2 separate regions of the Mus musculus genome follow, and region 2 is linked to region 1. Evidence: chromatin contacts called from public HiChIP or PLAC-seq data. All regions are on one chromosome and are shown on one strand. The core of a region is the stretch at or near the end of the contact, and the rest is flanking DNA. Distances in the headings are between cores, read along the strand shown.

Region 1 (3,022 bases), core at 215-2,714:
CCCCAGTGCCTATGGGTCTGTCTGAAAAGCCTCAGAGGGCTAACCTGAGGTCCAGTGGTCTACCCTCTTCAACCCCACTAATCTTAGCATTTCCCCTTTACCATGGGTCTCCCTTTATTGCAGAAAAACAATTACGTTTGAGCTCTCTTTCGATGACTTTCGATGACTCTCTTTCGAGTACCTTCTTTAAGCTTCTGTTTTAACCAGATCCCTACAGATCTGAGAGCCTATATTAGAGAGCCCGAGCAGTGCCACCTGTCCTTACCGTGATGTTAGGTTAAAGAGGGAGAGATGGGCTTGACCATTTTCCGAGTTCTAGAAGATGCTGAATAAGGTCTGCCTCATTCCCAGCAGCAGATGCTATTAAAGCTTTAGATTCTAATCTAATAAAATTTCATCATAGCCCGTTGCTTCTCTTAACCACCCCTAGCAATCAAGCCCACCAGACTTACTATCTGAGGGGAAGAAAAAAAAAGAATATTTAAAATATTGCATAAGTGTTTTCCAATAAATTTTTTAAAACTTGGAAGAGATGGTGTATGGGGGGGGGAGTGGAGGATTCATGTAATTTTATAGGACCTCCGAGGCCTAGCGTTTTTAAGTAATCTTTTTTGATGTTTTTAGACAGACCATTAAGCAGAGGATAAAAGTCCCTGTGTTCAATATCTGGATACATTAAGCATTAGGTTTAAAATTTACAGCTTTCATTTTGACAAGGGAAATGACACATTTGGTCTCACGACTATCTTGAACTCAATTGTGTGGGATTTCCCCCCCCCCCCCCCCCCGCCCCGAACGCGAAGGCAAGCTTGTCAGGCTAAGGGTGCGAGGGTGTGGCCTGTGAACTAAGTCCGAGAGAGGTCCTCCAAGGTAAACTCTGGCGGATCCATCCCTAAGCAATGGTGCACTGTTGAGCTAACTGGTGGTGCTCTCCCCTCACAGGCTGAGGGCCAATGGAACGGCTCGGGAAGAACACGTAACTGAGAAGGGTGGGGCTGGGTGCTCAGACACCAGCAGAAGACTCGTAGTTGCAACGGACCCCAGTGCACTTCCATTTTCATTTTCCCCATGGGACGCCTCAATGGAGCCCCATCCTACGACTTGTTCAATTGTATTTCGGGACCAGGCTGTCAGGGAATTGCTGAATCAAGTCACTGGCCGAGAGAGAAGGCAGAGGGGAGATAGGAAAGCCATGCTGAGTCATAAGAGCAGCAGTTAGATAGGTAGAGGAGTGTGAAGGGCGCACAGTATAATACAATTTGCTGTGACCTCCATGGCAACTTGGGGCAACACAGGGATAAAGAAATGACAGATATACATCCAAAGAAACTGGTTTTGGGTGGGCTGTGCTCCGCGATGGACGGCGACTGCCACGCAACCTGGAAAGTCAGGGAGTTTACTCTCAGTCTCAGGCTGCAGACATCGGGAGGAGGAAGCTGTGGCTGTTCGCTTTTGCACACACGGGTCAATCATTAATAAACACGTATGTTTGGATAAAGGAAGTTTCCCAGTCCTCAGAGCCCCACCCAGGGAAGGCCTTGCTATTCCCATGGATCGGATGCTTTGGGGTCCTTGGCATGGCGGTGTCCATGCCAACAACACAATTCAGTCAGACTACTCTCCATGACAGTTAGTTTTCAAGACTCTTGAGAAAGATAGGATTTCCTTCCCTCCTCCTGACCTTGAGCGTGGAAAGATGGAAGAAACTGCTTTTTTCTTCTCTCTCTCTCTCTCTTTTTGAGTATGGACTTTTATCTCTTAGGGGATGGATGGAGATAAGATGCCTCGATGCTGGCTTTGGAAAGTTGCTATTCCTTCTAGGGGAAAGAACAGGCATAACGTAATATCCAGCGGGAGGTGACTTCCATTTTTAGTGGCCCATGCTGGGAAAGACCAGCTAAGGCCTGCAGGGGGCAGTCATGAGCAATATTGGTCCAGGGATTTGATGATAGGTGTGGGGCGCGAGGGAAGGGGCCACCTCCTTTCTTTCCTTATATTCCTGAAGGTCCAACAGGGCGGGAAGAAGGAAGGGTACTTGCCTGGTCGTTCTAGCTCTTTCACTTTTGCAGCACCGAGGCTGCTAGGACTGACAACCTGAAGGGCCAAAGGGGTTGTGAGGGCTTACAGTTTGAGATTGCTTCAGGCCGTCATGGCAGGGAGAGCTTGGCAGAGCAGCTCAGACTGTGGGTGTAGGAGCTTGTGGTGGAGGCTGTTCACATTACACAACACACCAGGAAGCAGGGAGAAAGGCCAGATTAGGGTCTGGGCTGAGACCTTTCAACGGCTCAACCCTGGGGACCTGCTTCTGTCAACTGGGCTCCACCTCGCAAAGGCTCCACAGGCTCTCGAAATAGCACACCAGCTGGAACAACTGTTCGGAGCATAAGCCTGTAGGAGACATTTCAGATTCAAACCATAACACCTCCCATACGCTCCTCCTTCAGCCCTGCCTAAACCCCTGCGGGGACAGAGCGCATCCACACACCGGCTTCTTCTCTGGCTTCTGCTTGTTCTGGTTTTTGTTTTGCTGCTGGGATGGCAGTAGCTGGGCAGGTGCTGTCTTGATCTTACTTAACGCACTGTTGTAGATTTGTGCTCAGGACTTTTATACCTACCCCTTCTCTTCCCTCTTGCCCCTGCATCCTTTATCTTCCTCCTGTTCGTTGTCAGGTTCACTCCTCTTCATTTAGACACACTTTAAAGAATGGGAGACTCGTGGCCGGTGAATTCCTTCTGCGTGAGGAGCTTGCGTTAGTCACCAACGTTGTGGTTATGCAGAAAGTATACATCAAACTCAGCATTTATTTTTGGCATTGTAATGTCTAACGAGATTTGCATAAAGGACCTATCAAAGGACAAAAGAGCTCTATCGATTGCTGGCCGCAACTGTCCTGAATGAGAGATGTACACACAATGTGACACAGGCAGGACATGAAGAGAAACCGAGTCTGTGTGCAGGTGTGTGAAGATAGGGGTTTACCAAGAAGTATGCTGGCTCACAGTTTAAATGGTTACCATTCAT
Region 2 (3,054 bases), core at 61-2,560, 420 kb after region 1:
TTGGTTCCTGGAATGTGCAAGAGTGTAGAAAGTGAGCTGAGCAGTTGGATCTCATGCATTCTCTCTCTCTCTCTCCCTCCCTCTCTCTCTCTCTCTCTCTCTCTCTCTCTCTCTCTCTCTCTCTCTCTCTCTCCCTCTCTCTCTCCATCTCCCTCTCTCTCTCTCTCTCTCTCCCTCCCCCTCTCTCTCTCTCCCTCCCTCTCTCTTCCCCCCTCTCTCTCTCTCTCTCTCTTTCTCTCTCTCTCTCTCTCTCTCTCTCTGTTCTTCACTACAGAAATGACTAGTTTTTAAAGTTCATGCCTTAACTTTCCTTTGATGATGGGCTGCTAACATGGAACTGTGGGCTAAAATAAATACCCCTGTAAATTGACTTTTGTCAGGGCAAGGATGACAGCTGGGTCTATGACAAAGAGGCTAACGCAGAAAAGAATTGAGGTTTTTATTACCATGACCCACAGTAGCTTGTGGAGGAAAAAGTTTATTTGATTTACATGTCCTGGTCACAGTCCATTGAGGGAAGACAAGACAAGAGTTCAAAGCACAACTTAGAGGTAGGAACTGAAGCAGAAGCTATGAATACTCATTGGCTAGTGGCTTGATCCTTTTAGTAAATCAGCTTGCTTTATCAGCACAGAAGCAGCTTCTCAAGAGTGGCATTCCCCATAGTGCCCTGCACCCTTACACATCAATCTTTACTCTGAAAAATGCCCCACACACCTACTTGCCTATGGGCCAATCTATGAAGGCATTTCCTTAACTCTTCTCAGATAACTAAACCAAACCAGGACAATGGATGGTGCTTAAGCCTTGGGTTGTACTTCTTCAGTGAGGAGGGCTTCCCACTCTGACTGGAGGACAACATGGCTTCAGCTGAATAATAATAATACAGGAAATGTTGGGTAATTTGGTGCTATAAGACATGACTATATGGACATCTTTCCCGTGCTGTAGGAGAAAGTAGAAGAAGACTGGCTATCATTTTCAAGTAGCAGATCTCAGAGGGAGTTAACTTTGCAGAGCCAAACTTGGGTGTGTTTAAGGCAGCTTGAAATTTGAGGATATTTTACTGTAAAACTCACAGTCCTTAGAAACCTGTTTGCAGACATACAGCACGATCTTAGAGCAGCAATCTTCCTAACACCAACACCTGCTGAGGGGAACAGGAAGCCCAGACAATTAAATCTTCTAGTGCTTGTGGCTTACCATGAAAAACAGACAAAAACTGTTCGATAGTTTCAGAAGCTGTGGACTCAGCGCTGAATGCTGTCCCCACTGCGCATGCTCTCAGAACGGCCGTGTTCTTTCAGTTTCTCTTCTGGGCCCCTCCGAGTGTTTGTGTAAGAAGTAGCTGTTCCTATAAGGGGCATGTAGGCACAAAAGGCTGGTTTGTGTTTCTGCTGTAATCTCTCCACGTTCTCTGGAGAATTTCAAAGCCATGCTTGAGTTTGCGCTGTGCTTTTATCTGCAGTAGTTAGTATTAAACATTAACCTACCCTGGACTTTTAAAGAGAATATCTTTTAAAACTATAGGACATGGGACCCATAGGGAATCCTGCAATCCACATGGAAGTCAGAAAAAAAAAGTGGCCAACTCTTCAAAATTTCTGAATGTATAACAACTAGAATTTAGTTCAAAATCCTGGTGCATCATGATTCTGGGGTATTTTTGGCATAGTGACCTGTGGCATCGGTGACCCCACTGAAGCCCGGATTCTGAACACACAGCAGTGAACTTTGCCCTGTGCATGCTCCCTTGCCAGGCAGTGATGATGAACTCTGCTGAAACACCTTGACTCAGAGTTAAGACTATTGTGTGCTCTGAGTAGCAGTGTTGAATGTACATACAAAGTTTTCCACTCCAGCATAAGCATGACGGTCTAATTATGAAAAAGTGAAGCTCTCGACATGTCCACCTTTTCTAGCTTGTGTGAAATTACTTTATCTTTGGATCGTATTGCATTAAAATGTTTGATTTTTGAATTGTGCTTTGTTTTGCTGGCTTAAGTTATTTCACAATTCATCATATAAATTTTGGCTTGGAGTCCGAATAGGATTTCCACTGATTTCTGAAATGGTCTTGAGCACATTACTGCCATTTTTGTGGTAAGTATTTATGCAAAGTGATATTCTCAGCGTTGATGATTGTGAATATCCAACTATCAAGCAGCCCTGAAGGAGACTGAGGATGCCATGTTTCCTGAAGAGTCATTCAGCCAAGACTTAATAATTTATGTAAAAATTATACAAACATCTCATTAATTTGCAGTTGTGTCTTCTGGACAATTATATGTACATGAAGGAACTGTTTCTAAATATATTTTTATAATGGTATTATCAGAATATATTTTATGTATATACCTATTTTATACACACACACACACATACACTGGGGTCTGTTTTGTGTTGGCCAGCTGCTGTTGGGCATAGAATATGCCCTGGAGCAGAATTGATATAACCAGTGACATATCCCTCTGGAGAAAATGGATTTTCCTTCACCAGCAGATATTAATTGTGAACATCTTCTTGGTTAGGGATGGGACTCTGTGTGTGCTTCTCCTTCTCAGTGCTGGGATTTTGTCTGGTTTGAAACTGTGCAGGTCGCAGGTCTAACATGCTGTGGCAGTCTCTGTGAGTTCATGTGTGCATCAACCTTGTTGGGTCTGGAAGATGCAGTTTTCTTACAGTCATCTGCCACCCCTGCCTCTTCCAATCTCTCCACCTCCTCTTCTGCACAGATCCCTGGCCTTGAGAGAAGGGGATTGCTGGAGACGTGCCATTTAGGGCTGAGTGCTCCCAAGTCTTTCGTTTCGGCAAGTTGTGGGTCTCTGTGTTAGTAACCATTCACTGCAAGAAGAAACTTCTCTAATGAGCACTGCATAAGACTCTGATATGAGTCTCAGCCAATGTGGAAGCGGTGGGTTCCTGGTAGAGAATAATTCTCCCTTGAGGCATTCTTATATATGAGTGGTATGTATGAAACTCGCCTGGACCATGTATGTGTGCTAATAGCCTTAGAACTCAGCAAACCATGGAAGATGCTCACAAGTCCCCCAA

What was found. HiChIP or PLAC-seq counts read pairs in DNA pulled down with a chosen protein or histone mark.
Region 2: a contact with region 1 is called in an H3K4me3 HiChIP or PLAC-seq map of bone marrow-derived macrophages, with 8 times the contacts expected there. The contact joins two enhancer-like sites. A contact is called at or near these places in 2 of 484 Hi-C or Micro-C datasets (bone marrow-derived macrophages and cortical neurons) and 2 of 115 datasets of contacts at active chromatin or transcription factors (bone marrow-derived macrophages and large pre-B cells).

What each region holds. Positions count from the first base shown.
Region 1 is chr6:143,326,082-143,329,103 of GRCm38.p6, forward strand. No RefSeq gene overlaps it. Among named protein-coding and RNA genes, the nearest start is that of 4930407I02Rik, 67 kb to the left of the region's middle. Within about 2 kb of position 1,465, at least 43 of the 459 cell types and tissues checked have an H3K27ac peak or open chromatin away from gene starts, as enhancers often do. A contact at or near this core is called in bone marrow-derived macrophages, where this site is marked.
Region 2 is chr6:143,750,136-143,753,189 of GRCm38.p6, forward strand. No RefSeq gene overlaps it. Among named protein-coding and RNA genes, the nearest start is that of Gm46720, 9.8 kb to the right of the region's middle. Within about 2 kb of position 1,311, at least 136 of the 459 cell types and tissues checked have an H3K27ac peak or open chromatin away from gene starts, as enhancers often do. A contact at or near this core is called in bone marrow-derived macrophages, where this site is marked.